Linked DNA regions of Mus musculus: region 2 is linked to region 1. The links are chromatin contacts, called in public HiChIP or PLAC-seq maps. All regions are on one chromosome and are shown on one strand. Each heading gives the region's core, a stretch centred on a gene start, on an enhancer-like site or on the middle of the called end of the contact. The rest is flanking DNA. Distances are from core to core; before and after follow the strand shown.

The links. HiChIP or PLAC-seq counts read pairs in DNA pulled down with a chosen protein or histone mark.
Region 2: an H3K27ac HiChIP or PLAC-seq map of cardiomyocytes shows a contact between it and region 1, with 3 times the contacts expected there. The contact joins the promoter of Sass6 here to the promoter of Vcam1 in region 1. A contact is called at or near these places in 8 of 39 promoter capture datasets (the 3T3-L1 cell line, 3T3-L1-derived adipocytes, cranial neural crest and 3 more) and 1 of 115 datasets of contacts at active chromatin or transcription factors (cardiomyocytes).

The regions. Positions count from the first base shown.
Region 1 is chr3:116,125,386-116,132,323 of GRCm38.p6, forward strand. Vcam1 (vascular cell adhesion molecule 1) reads right to left here and starts at 4,303. Exons shown (of 9, transcript NM_011693.3): 1 at 3,919-4,303; 2 at 3,148-3,423; 3 at 570-890. The coding sequence starts at 3,982.
Region 2 is chr3:116,592,278-116,599,096 of GRCm38.p6, forward strand. Sass6 (SAS-6 centriolar assembly protein) reads left to right here and starts at 2,681. Exons shown (of 17, transcript NM_028349.3): 1 at 2,681-2,901. The coding sequence starts at 2,837. It overlaps Trmt13 (tRNA methyltransferase 13), which reads right to left. Exons shown (of 12, transcript NM_030016.3): 2 at 2,362-3,316; 3 at 187-233. The coding sequence starts at 2,508.

The sequences.
Region 1 (6,938 bases), core at 3,053-5,552:
CCAGTATAGGAACAGACAGGAGCTTCACATCTACCACAGGAGGAGCTAGGAGCCAGAAGACAAACTCTACACCTTCCCACTTACTGCATGTGAGCATCCTCTTGTACGTACACACACACACACACACACTCACACACACACACACACACACAGAGAGAGAGAGAGAGAGAGAGAGAGAGAGAGAATAAGAAATCATTTTTTTATTGTTTAATCTGAGAAATCAATGTTTCAAGGCTTATTATAAAATGTTATAAAACATTGTATCATTTGAGCCTATTCCCTCTTGTTAAAGCAGAAGTCAGTGTTATAATGATTCCTCCTGGATAGTCAGGAAAATAGAGGAATTAAACAACCCTAAAGTCTCTCAGCTAACAAGGGGAGATGACACTCAAGTGCTCTAAACCTAAAATCCGGTGTCCTGTTCTTTTAATATCATATCCTGGATAAATAATGCAGTAAAACATATTTCTTGTTAATCTACTCGTTAACATTTATTGTAACAATAAATAACATAATGCATGTCCAAGACCAAACTCCCACAGACCAGAGATCACTGAGCAAGTACTTACTGTAGACTTGTAGTTCTTTGACAGTCTCCCTTTCTTTGAGTGTAGAATCAATTTGGTCAATGTGTAATTTAGCTCGGCAAACAAGAGCTTTTCCAATATCCTCAATGACGGGAGTAAAGGTTACTTCCAAACTCTTGGTTTCTAGAGACTTTGTCATCTCTTCTGAAGAAAACTCCTGTCTGTTCATGAGCTGGTCACCCTTGAACAGATCAATCTCCAGCCTGTAAACTGGGTAAATGTCTGGAGCCAAACACTTGACCGTGACCGGCTTCCCAACCTCCAGGGGGCCACTGAATTGAATCTCTGGATCCTTGGGGAAAGCTGTAAAGCCAAACAAATGCACAAGTAGGCTTTTGGCTTCTGTTGAGAACACCTCTGACTGTTTCAACACAACGGGGATCCTAACAAATGTTTTTGTTAATACTAGGCTTAATTCAGCAAAGCTAATTGGTTTAAGTAGCTAGTCATGGTTTGTGGCGAACACAGGAAGCACTTTTTAGAGGCCATTTCAATTTTAATTCTGTGACTGTTAAAGAGTATGTGTTGTTAAAGAAAAGAAAAGGGAAAGCCTAATATATATTAAAACTGATCTATATATGTAACATAAAGAAGTTTGCTCTCTTCTAACTATGACCTTGGATGATGGAGACCACATTTCACAGATACGGAAGCTTGGCTGTAGTGTGACTGCAGAACCAGCCTTGGTCACGCAGCCAGTCCATGGTGAGGCTGGGAACAAAGCTCACGCTTTCTGTCACTCACTCTGCACTGAGATTCCAGTGACGCCTCACACCCCATTCTCTACTCTTAGTGCAGATACAGTTCCACATTCCATTTGAGAAGCCCAGGAGGGCTCAGAGCGATATCACAAAGAAGTGTTACTATGTAAGGTTGCCTTCAGAAGAAGGAGAATGACTCTTAATGGGCTGGCTTCTGAAAATGAGACCTCTGGCAAGAACTCGTCCACCAGAAAGACATTCCTATGCAATCTCCCCAGACTGGGCCTATTCCCCTAAAAGCCTGACTCAGTGTTCTAATCTGCATTTTACTGAACCCAGCAGGGCAACAGAACACACGCCTGCCCTGCCCACTCCACACATGTACACAAGGTTTAATCCTTCTTATTACATCTGTCCTGATGGGAGCTCATTGGTGTCCCAGCTCCACAGAATATTACAATCAAACATGGAATGGAGACTGAACTGTTAAAATCAACAAGAAACAAGCATTCTTGCAGGGGGTTGTGGGGCGAGAGCAGAGAATATAATTGAATCCAGAAAGCTCCTCACTTCTCTTTTTTAACTCTCCAACTGAATAGAACGTGTGAGCACAGGGTGAAGGAGCTAGAAATGCTTTATTATCTAAAAACATAGTATTTTAAATTTCCCCTCTGATTATTTATGTCCATCACACTCTTCAGGAAATGTGCCTAGAATCCACACAGTTTAATGACAGGTAATATAAGAACTCGCTACTCTTTCCTGGTATTTATATAACAGGACCTTCCAAGGAGCTCAGAAGGCTGCCTAGACATAAACTATGCATGCAGAGCCAGCATAATTGAAAGCAGCCGTCCAGGCTCAGCTGCTTGGGAAGCCCAGCTTCAGGAGGGGCTTGCTGAAATTTCAATTAAGGTTCATTGGCAAAGTTGGGCTGGAGCACAGTAGGAAGGTACCAAGGTGATTAAAAGATGAATCAAACAAGATGCTCATGAAGAAATGCCTTATGGGAGTCTCATTTCTTTCTTTCTTTCTTTCTTTCTTTCTTTCTTTCTTTCTTTCTTTCTCTCTCTCTCTCTCTCTCTCTCTCTCTCTCTCTCTCTCTCTCTCTCTCTCTCTCTCTCTCTCTCTCTCTCTCTCTCTCTTTCTTCTTTTTGGAAAGCAACACCATCAGTAACCAAAGAAAAATGATTCCTATAGGGCCCATTTCCCCCCACCTCTCCTTGGTAGTTTCATTTGCCGATTTGAGGATGATAGTAGGATGCATTTTGGGTAGGCTAGGGTAATATGGGTACCTGCACATATGCCTGAGACAGATCTAACTTATTAAACAAAAACTCTCTGAGATATAAAAGCAAAGCTCTCTGGCAGCAACAACAAAACCTCCCAAATTTATCTGCATCAAATGACTGAAATGTTAATAGATGTTTTAATTATGTCTATGCAGAAGGTTTGCATACTCTCAGAGTTCCCGAGCCTACAAGCAGATCCCAGAAAGAAGGAACTCATCAATCCTTTGGATACATTAATACATGAACGTGTAGAAATACCCCCAAATGGAAGATTAGAGGGGAAAAAACTAACTAATAGAACCAGGGGGAGGTTCACACTGCGCTAAGAACTGGAGCCAAGAAGGTGTGAGTCTCTTTTACATGGGCACCATTTTTTTGGCAAACAAGGACACAGGGGTTAAAATTTAGTTTCCTGTTCTTAACTAGCTTCTTCTTTCTCTGGCTTTATTGAAATTGTGCATTTGCTAGCTAAAAATCTAGATACTCTTTAAAAGTCTCTGTTTAATATATCGTTAATTTTTTTTCAAACAAAATCAAGAGAAAGCAAAAGCTCCTTCCTTCACTTACAGTAGATGTCCACGTGGATACTTCGTTCCAGCTTCCCAGAGCCACATGTTGCTGTGCACAGGTAAGAGTGTTCATTCTCAAAACTGACAGGCTCCATGGTCAGAACGGACTTGGACCCCTCCGTCCTCACCTTCGCGTTTAGTGGGCTGTCTATCTGGGTTCTCCATGAGAACAATGGTGACTCGCAGCCCGTAGTGCTGCAAGTGAGGGCCATGGAGTCACCGATTTGAGCAATCGTTTTGTATTCAGGGGAGATCTCGATTTTAAAAGCTTGAGCTGAAAAGAGAGAGAGAGAGAGAGAGAGAGAGAGAGAGAGAGAGAGAGAGAGAGAGAACAAGTTTACCATGGTCTGCCCCATACTGTGTCCTTTTTCTCTTGCGCAGCAATACAGTGTCCAAAGCACAGCTGGGATGATCTACTTTTTAAACTGTCTCAGACTAATAGCACAAGACAGACCCAAAGCCCTGAAGTTGCTCTTGAGGAAGGTGCTGGAATCGTCACCGCGAAGAAGAATGCTCAGTTCTGACTTTGAAGCCCATTGCACAAAGTTTTTTTTTTTTTTTTTTTTTTTTTTTTTGTCACTTTCTAAGCTTGATTTCATTGTCGAATACAGGAAACTAAAGAGATAGACCCACTACCGATATAATCCAAATTACTCATTTGACAGTGGAAAGAAAATCCGTCCCCAGCTCTGTCAGAATACTGGCTCTTATAGCAAAGCTCTGTAGTACACCAGAAGCTGTAGATGTGTGAAATAGGTCAGGAACTTACAGACTGCAAACAGTATCCAAAGTACCGTTGAGGCTCCCAAGACCGCGACCATCTTCACAGGCATTTCAAGTCTCTGCTTCAAAGCCTTCTTTGTGCCCCACGTGAAAAGTGTCTGGGAAAAGTGTTCAGCCTCCAAAGCCAGCCGGGCTGGTGTGAGTGAAATAGAAAGTCTGCTCTTTATAAAGGGTCTTGCTAGAGAGGCGGAGGGAAATCCCTTCAAGGGGAAACCCAGAGCCAGGGAAAAAGTTTAACTGACAGCCAGCCAAGTCCCCACGTTAACCCCTTCAGCTGCTTTCTGGGCTGAAGTCATTCTGAGTCCTGGGAAACACGACACTTCCAAGTATATAAATCTCTGGCTTTTCCTGACCTTCAGCTCCGAAAGGGCTATCTCTCCTGAAAAGATGATTGCAAAATGAAACTGCCAACAGTGTGTGTGTGTGTGTGTGTGTGTGTGTGTGTGTGTGTGTGACAGCAAAGACAGAGATCACTCAGTAAATAACCACTGACTTTTCTTCATTAAGAAATGCATTTGCAATTTAAAAAATAAAAATTGTTCTCTTTCAACAAAAAAAGGAAAATATCCTTTATTTGTTTTTATTGACCCATTATCATGAGTCACTCTTTTAGAATGTGAGTCAGTAGTTCTTATTTTTATACTCTTTTATTCATAAGTGAATTTTTGACAAAAAAAAAACCTCCCTGAAATAACTTTCTGAAGTAGTAAATGAAAGGACGTTGATGCAGAATGAAGGGAATTATCTTTTCTTTTGTTTGACAATGCCCCAGCCCTTTGACCCATTGCTGGATGACAGGAAGTCTTTTGCAGACTTGAACGCTAAAAAATGGGATCTGTCTGCTAAATTTTTGTGGTGGATTTCTTTGGCTGCATTATTTAGCCACAAGTCCAATTGAATATGTAAACAGATTAGCTTTAGGAGATGAATTGACAACCATTTTTTTATTATTATTTTCTACTCCCAGTGAAATGACTTTTTGAAAGACTCAATTAAGTGTCTTAAATGCCTCTGTAGGTCTTACACATGCATAGCCCATGTCCTTGCAAAATGCTTGCCCATCAGAAAGAAACCGGAATAGCCACTTCCTTGTATTATACACATGTGGGTTTACCTCCCACATGGCATTATCAGTTCCCTGCATGGCCAGGACTAGTTCTTATTCATAGTTGTTTCTATTCCATATATATATATATATATATATATATATATATATATATATATATATATATAATGGTTTTATATATAACGACTATAAAACCTGCAGCATCTTCTAGATGTTTAAAATCTAGAAGAGAAACGTTCAAAATACTGAATGTAGTTCATAAGTGCCACGTGAGAGAAAAAAATAATTCCACAAGAAAGGTATAGTTCCCAGACATCTGGGCACATGTAAAATTAACAGTATCATGTCATTGGACAAAGGCTATCAGTGAGACCCACAGTCGCCAACTGCTCCAACCTGGCAGGAGAGACTTCTGAATTCCCTCTTGAGAATACATGTGGCTCCCACTGAGAGGCAAGTATAAAAGGGAAGTTGAGGGATATATTTTAGGGCTATGACGACATATCCAGGGATCGATGACATTAGCTGCCATGTCATCTAGAGGACCTCAACAATGTCATGTCATAAAAGGAGAGTATAGACTACCCCCTACTGATTCTCACCTTCTCCATAGATCAAAGGCATGTAAGAAAATGTTAATCCATGTCTTTGACACTTAAAAATAAATAACTACTTGGATCATGCAGACTCATCTTATTTGGTATCAGTTCTCACCCAAGTGAGTGGAGAAATAATTCCTATCAGGAAAGGAGAATAGTACATACAACAGAGGAAGTGAAAAAAAAAACTATTTGGTGGATTCCACAAGGTCAAATCCTTCCTCGTTTAAGAACCACTACTCTAACATATAGCTAAAGAACTCTCCGTGGCTATGTAGATCTTTTATAGCAGCTTCATTAGAGACCCAAGAGCCTGAAGTTTGAAGTTGGATCAGTTGTTTTTGAAGCAAATACTGAGGACCAAGATTAAGCCAGTCCTAATTCTGCAGTCCTTATATGGTTAATCATCATGATTTTCCTATGGCCGTTCCTTCACCAAACATCACGTCTGTGTCTCAGATGTAAAATACAAAAAGTAAAGGGAAAGGACTCAAAGGCATGGAGCCTGCCTTCTTTGAAGGAGCTTCCCAAGAAGTTGGGGGGGGGTGTGGGGGCTTTCACTGATGTCTCACTGAAAAGGCCAATGCCCCATGTCAATCAAGATTCTGTCGGTAAAGCAGGGCAGAAATGGATGCCAAGTTAGGCAGGCAATTAGCATTCTACCTGTTTCTAATTCAGTGGAACTCACAGAGTGTTTTTTTTTTGGGGGGGGGGGACTGCTGTATAGGCACTGTGGCGCTCTAGCAATACGGAAACACTGGCAAGGACAACATTTTGAGAATGAAAAAGACTGTCATGATATCAATGAAAGATTTCCACAGATCATAATCAAGGGACCATTGGTTTGTCTGCAAGTCAAGGAAAATAATTTCTCTCAGTGATCTAAGTTTAAGATTTTCTAAAGTTAAACTGTAGAGAGAATCGTGCTAAGACAGTTGGTGTCATAAAGTCATTGTGACTTTTGGGGATTTTGAGGAAAACCTTACTAATATCACTGAGAGTAAGAAAAAAAAATATATATATATTCAATAAAATACACACATACTATGTATATTGATTGAATTTTCACAAAGAGGATGTTTTGTTACACAACAGAAAGGTTTTCAGTATTAAAAAAAAAGTCTCAGGAAGGAGAGATGGCTCAGTGGTTAAGAGCACTGACTGCTCTTCCAGAGGTCCTGAGTTCAATTCCTAGCAACCACATGGTGGCTCACAACCATACGTAATGGAGATCTGATGCCCTCTTCTGGTGTGTCTGAAGACAGCTACAATGTACTCATAAACAAAATAAATCGTTTTTTTTTTTTTGTTTTGTTTTTTGTTTTTTAATTCTCCTCTCCA
Region 2 (6,819 bases), core at 1,431-3,930, 470 kb after region 1:
TTTAAGAGTTAGAAAAATCGTAAATGAACCTTGTGAAACTTAACCGTTTCTAGTACATCACACAAACAAATATATACAAACACACACACATACACACACACACACACACACACACACACACACAAAGACTAATGCACTCACGCACCCCAAATGACAAAAACCCACTTATTTGACCTTATACTTAACTGTTTTGGATCTAAAGGACACAAGATTCTTTTCCGAGTATTTTCTTCCTAATAAATTAAAACGGATACATTTATTTAAATGTCAAGTTTATTACATTCAGATGTTAGATACACCCACAGTGTGTTTCTATTCCTAAAATAAGGTAAGAAAACTTAAAGGATACAATGAAAAATAAGCAAGATTAGGTCATGCCGCATAATAAGAGTCTTCATTGTAGCTCGCTTCTGTATGAATGAATAAGTACTGTTTTGGCTTGCTAATGTAATTTTGCATCAGAGATAACACCTCCTAAAAATGGGTACAGTAATTGTATGCACCATTAAGAAAAGATGTTAACCATGTACTTTGGATTAACTAACAACAATATTCATCATGTACAAAATGATCTTTTGAAATAAATATATACTGGGTATAAGTGGCTAAATTGAGCTGACTAAAATACTCATTACTTGCATCCTTGCTCTTTTTGAAAAGTGTTGCCCATTTAAATTGATTTTAAAATGCGTATTTGTCTAAAGGTGTTCAAATATGGGGAAATGATGGGCGTGGTGGAGCATGCTTTGAATATCAGCTCTCCAGAGGAAGGGCAGACAGAGCCAAAGGCCAGCCAGGGTGACCCTCAGACCCTCTCTCAGAATAGAGTACAGGAGAAAATACGCCAGGAACAACAAGGCATGGCTTTAACAATTTAGAATGGGTCATATTCACTAGCTTTGCAACTTTTCTAAATGCTAGTTACAGTCTTTTATGTTTTATGCATTTAATTATAGGCACTGGGAGAAAAGCAAGGGAAACAATGTTGGCAGGTCTGCCCCACAGATCCTATCAACCTGGATGCAACAGGATGGCCCAATTATTAAATCCAGAGGCCAGTGGTTAGGTGTGATTCTCAGCTCTTTCTATTAGCTGCTAACTCTATAATCCTGACTGCTTCATGTAAATAATAGTATAGACTTTCTATATTAAGTATAGACTTACTATATTATTAAGTAGAATAATAGTATGACTTGCTTCCTAAGGTTTGTGAAAATTGAATTTTTAAAAGCAAAATAACGTTTAGTACTAGCCCTACAGCCAAAGCTGACCAAGTATTTACTCTTAATTTTTCTCAATTGTTTATTTCAATTTATTTCAGAATGTTCATGAAGATACGCACACTGAATTTTAGAGAAAGTTAAGGAATTTTCAGTATTAAAAAAAACAACATTATTTCATGTATAGACTTTTAAATTAAATTCCAGTGTGATTCTTTGATGGAGACCAGCTAGTTGGGAGGCTAAGGCAGGAGAATTCCTGGGATCAGATGTTCAAGACCAATATGAGCAATTCAGCAAGATCCCCATCTCAAAAACAGAAAGTTGTCTTTCAAGGGAAATAGTACTCTAACTTTCAAAGCGTAATCACAGAACACACACACACACACACACACACACACACACACATTTTTAAAATCTATTGTTTGAGTTTAGAAACAGTGTATAGCAGGTTAGTAAAATGTTTTCTTTTTTGGTGTAGAGGGTAATGAGGCTTCCTGTGACTTTAGACTTAACTCTCCAGGAAAACACCTTATGAACTTGTAATTATTATTCTGGGACGGAGAAGGAAAAATAAACGTAAAATAACAAACTTCAAAGTTGAAAGCAAAGTTTTTTGTTTTGTTTTGTTTTGTTTTTTTCTTTTTTTTGTCTCTCAACAGACATTAATGTCATAAGACATTTTGGTTGTAAGTGCAAAAGTATTAGTGGCTCCTAATGTATAAAGAACAGGCAAATTACTAATCTACAAGTCTAAACAAACAAACAAAAATTGTTTCTAAGTTTCTTCCCCATGCATTCACAAGTGGTTATCGTTCAAAAACAATAACTATAATTAATTAGAACCCAGTTAATAAAACCTAGTGATCTTTTTCAAGCACTCCTTTATAAAAATAATCACTTCCCCTGAGGATGGGGGACTAGCGGAAGGAAGGATGAGTGTAAGGGTCTCTGAGACAGCAGAGGGAGCTTTTAGTACAAGAAAGCAATGCTCCTCGGGGGCTCCTCGCGGCTCCGAGCGGTGGGCAGAACTGCATTTACTTAAATCCATGGGACGGAAGCAGGAACCTGTCAAAGGGGCGAGACTGGGGTCCAGCACCCACAGACCCGCGACTCCCAGGAAGGGAGGGCGATAGCTGACCTCGGCGGAGCCAGCGTGTTCGCCACAGAACCTTTTCCCCGCGGCCGCCACCATCCTGCAGAAGCGCTTCTTCTTTTCTACGAAGTAGTTGCATCTGCCGTCGATGGGAAATCCGATCGAGGGCGAAGTCGCCGCCGGAGCCTCCATAACGCTGGGTCCTTTTGAAAGCCTGGCTCAGCCCAAAGTTGTCAGTCCCCTTTGGTCCCACTTCCCTTAACAAACGTGGCCGCCTGAGGGGGGTGGGTCCACGGAAATGACGCATCAGCCCGGCTCGGTCGGTGCCCGAACCGGAAAAAGGTGACGGTGGCTGACGAGGTCCAAAGCTCCTTCGTTCCCTCTGTTTATCGTTTCCCTCCTCCTCCGCGGGAGCTGAGCGCCAAACTCAAACTCATCGGGACCGGCTCTTCTTTGCAGCCGGGACCGAAGGCCGGGCCTACTGGGCTTCTTCACCCTCCCGTCGGGGCAGCGGTCCGACATGAGTCAAGTTCTGTTCCAGCAGCTTGTTCCCTTGCTAGTGAAATGCAAAGACTGCGAGGAGAGGTGAGCTCCCGGAGCCGGCGGGTGGCGGTTGGGGTCGCGCCAATGGGGAAGATGGCGGCTGGGTTCCGTGGGGATCGGTCGGTCCGCGGGTGTCGGACTGTCACACCGGGAATCGGGAAGGGACCCTGCGGACTTAATGGATACCTTTGTTTGTGGCCGGGCCGGCCGTTGCGGAGGGGACGCGAGGAAAGGGAATGAGGAAATGGCAAGCCGACTCCTTCACGTCCGTGTTCTGGCCCTCAGCGGGACAGAGCCCAGCCTGTCCTTTCTGGGTGGCAACTCTGATTCTCCCTGTCATTTCCACAAAAGCTTCACGGTGACTTCAGGGAGCTGTCCGCACTAGGATTCAGGTCGCCCGGCCCTTCACTCATGCTCTCCTTTGAAGAACACTGGGGGTGAAGCTTTAGAACTCCATCTAAAAACAAAACAAAACGTTCAGTGACATATTTCGGTTCATCCGCACGTCAGTTTCAATCATTTAACCAACTCCCAAAACTGGAAAAATCAGGAATTCTGTACATTCAAAACATAAGTCAACCCGTAAAGCCCTTCGTCGGACCCCTGGGGATACCTTGATCTTCACAGAGTTTACACTAGGGTATCTTATCGCACAGATGAATGCAAACTTGCCACACTAACCACAGGCGATCTGATTTTTCCCTCTTTTACTAATAACTTTTTAGTTGTTAGTTTCTGTGAACATTACATTTTCTCATTTGCTAAATTGATTTAATATGTCTAGCTGTTCATTTGATTGCAATGAAGACCAGGTGTGAAAATGTTTGTAGAAACTAAACGGTGAAAAAAATGTTGAATTAAAAAACAACAAAAACAAAAAGAAGACACTGATGTATTGAGTCGCTGGACTGTTAAACTGTGGTATGCGATTTAAAATTAGGTCCAGAATCAACCAGCAAAGCAGTCAGAAAAATGGACTTAAAACATCAGCCGTATATAGGAATCTGTAGGTTATTTAATTGTCTTATTGTTTGTTTGATTTTGACAGTTGAAGTGGTGCCCTCACTTAGCATGCTCTACCACTGATGTGTAACCCCCACCCCACCCCAGCCTCTCATTGGTGATTATTTTGTGATGTTTAATATATAGACATGTAGTTATTGAATTCGGGCTAATCCAAACTGATGTCTGTAAGTATAAAATTCATAGATTTTGAAGACCTGCTAGTAACAGAAATGTAAAAAGTCTCAATTTTATGTTGATTATCTGTTGCGGCTTTATTTAGGGTATATTGGGGTCAAATGTATTCAAATTAATTTTTACTTTGAGAGTTATTTTTTTTAAGTAACTTCTAAACAGTTTAAAGTGACACACATGACTCAAGTTTGTGGTGTCCATTTTGTTTCTGTTGGGCAATATGGGCCATTACTTGTGATTCCATGCCTGACACTCTGAACTCTTCTTCGACACATTAAATTGTAATCACAGTTAATCGTGTTAAAACACAACTTCAACTTTAAAAATTACTCAGCCGGGCATGGTGGTGCACGCCTTTGATCCCAGCACTCGGGAGGCAGAGGCAGGCGGATTTCTGATTTCGAGGCCAGCCTGGTCTACAGAGTGAGTTCCAGGACAGCCAGGGCTGTACAGAGAAACCCTGTCTTGGGAAAAAAAAATTACTCTTGTTTAGAAACCCGATATTCCTATCACCCATGGCAAGGCTCAACCAGCTGTTCATAAATCAGATTTTTCTGGAGCACAGCCATCCTTATTTCTTACCCACTGTCTGTGGTTGCATCTGTGCGATGCAGAATCAATGAGCAATTGTATGGGAGTATTGGCTGGAAAATTACTGCGTGGCTTTTATGGTAGATTGTATATATATATATATGTATATATATATATATATATATATATATATATATATATATATTTTTTATGTATATGTATATATATGTGTATATATCTCCTCAGCACTGCAACAGCAACAATAAAGGGGCCGGGCTAGCAGGGTAGCGGAGAGGAACACAACCACACACGATTGTGACAGAGACTCTATAGCAGTGGCTTCTGATCTTCCTGATAATACAGTTCCTTATGTTGTGGTGACCCGCCCAACCATAAAATTATTTTTGTTGCTACTTTGTAACTGTACTTCTAATGTAAATATCTGTTTTTTATGATAGTCTAAGGTGACCCCTGTGAAAAGGTTGTTTGACTCTCATGGGGGACCAGACCTGTAAGTTGAGAACCACTGCTCCATAGTCTTCAAAGTCTAAAATATTCACTCTCTGACCTCCTAGAGAATAATTTTGCTAACCCCTGACCTATAGGAAGAACAACGTAGATTCCTTAGCCAACTATTGAAGAGCAGTTTACCCCAGCAAATACTTGCCTGCTGTGTACCCTAAACTATTCTGGGTACAGAGACCATGAGGTTTCCTTCCTTTCACCTCCGAACAGCAACATCAAAACCAGTCGCCATCTTGGTTCTCAGGGAACGCCCAGACACAGAATTGAGAAGACCCCCTCGGAGAAGCAGCGTAATGCAGGTTCCAGGGTTAGATCTGGAGCCAGATTGCCTGGGTTTAAAGTCCCAGTTCTGCCACTGCCTGGGTGATCTTGGACAGTTTGCTTACTGCGTGCACATTTCTGTGGGTTGAAGCTTTGTCCTTGCAGCATGCTGTCATCAATGCTGTTATCGACTACCACTACACTGTGCCCCCAGCTTACACTTTCACTTGTTTTTTGGTCTCATCTTTAAATTCAGAATAATAGTGCCTACTTCATGGCATTATTATTGAGGATGAGATTATTTAATGCATACAAAGAGCTTAAGATAGTAACTAGTATATGTTAATGATTCCCTACATCGTAGTTATTATTAGTAGTAAGGTGTGACCACATAAGTAGTATAGTAAAGGCATAGTAGAGGGGAAGGCGGTTGGGGAGACGATAGGGTAATTAGCAGGGAACCCTACCTAGAAGGAAGTGGTGCGAGCTTCCAGGATTGGATAACCACGTGTTCTTAAGTTTCGATTCCTAAACTCTCTCTCAGTCATCACACAAGAACTCCGCTCCTCCTGGTTCCTTGACTTCTCTCTATCTACTGTGTCTCCTCTCCTGCTGTGCCCTCTGCCGCAGATGCTCATTTTTTTTCATGACTAAGGTGCGCATCTCCAATCCTGTGTATGTGTGTGTGCAGTGTATGTGTCTATGTCATGCGTGTATATGTGTATATGTGCATGTGAGTGAGAATGGGTGTGGAGCCATAGGTTGGCTTCTGGTATCCTTTTAAAATTGGTCTCCATCTTAAAATTCTTATTTTATAAATTACATATATTTTATGTGTATGGGGGGGGGGTTATGTGTATGTCATGGTGTGCTTGTAGAGGTCAGGGGACAACTTTCAGGAGTTGTGTGAGTTCCAGGGATTGAATTTAGCCTGTCAGGCTTGGGAGCAAGTGTTTTTACCCTCTGAGCCATCTTGCCAACTCTCCACTTTAATTTTTGAGACAGGGTCTCATTGAGCACAGTGCCTGGTAAGCTAATTGCCTAGGCTGCTTGGCCTGGGGAATCTCAAGACATCACCTTCTCCCACCCCCTGAGTTAAAACACATTGGCTTAAAAATTGTTTTTGTGTGTTTATGCCTTAGCATGTGTGGAGTGTGTGTGTGGTGTGTATGTGTGTGGGGGGGTGTCTATCTGTCTGTCTGTCTGCCTGTCTACCTGTGAGTGCCTCCAGAAAAGGATATCAAATCCTTTGGAGCTGGAATTATAGGTCTTTGTGACTGCTTGACATGGGTGCTGGGGTACAAACTCTGAGAGAACAGATATGTGCTTTTAACCACTGTCTCTCATTCCACACCCAGCTTTTTTGTTTGTTTTGTTTTTTGAGACAAGGGTTTCTTTATGTAGCCCTGGAATTCTCTCTGTAGACCACTGGCCTTGAGCTCACAG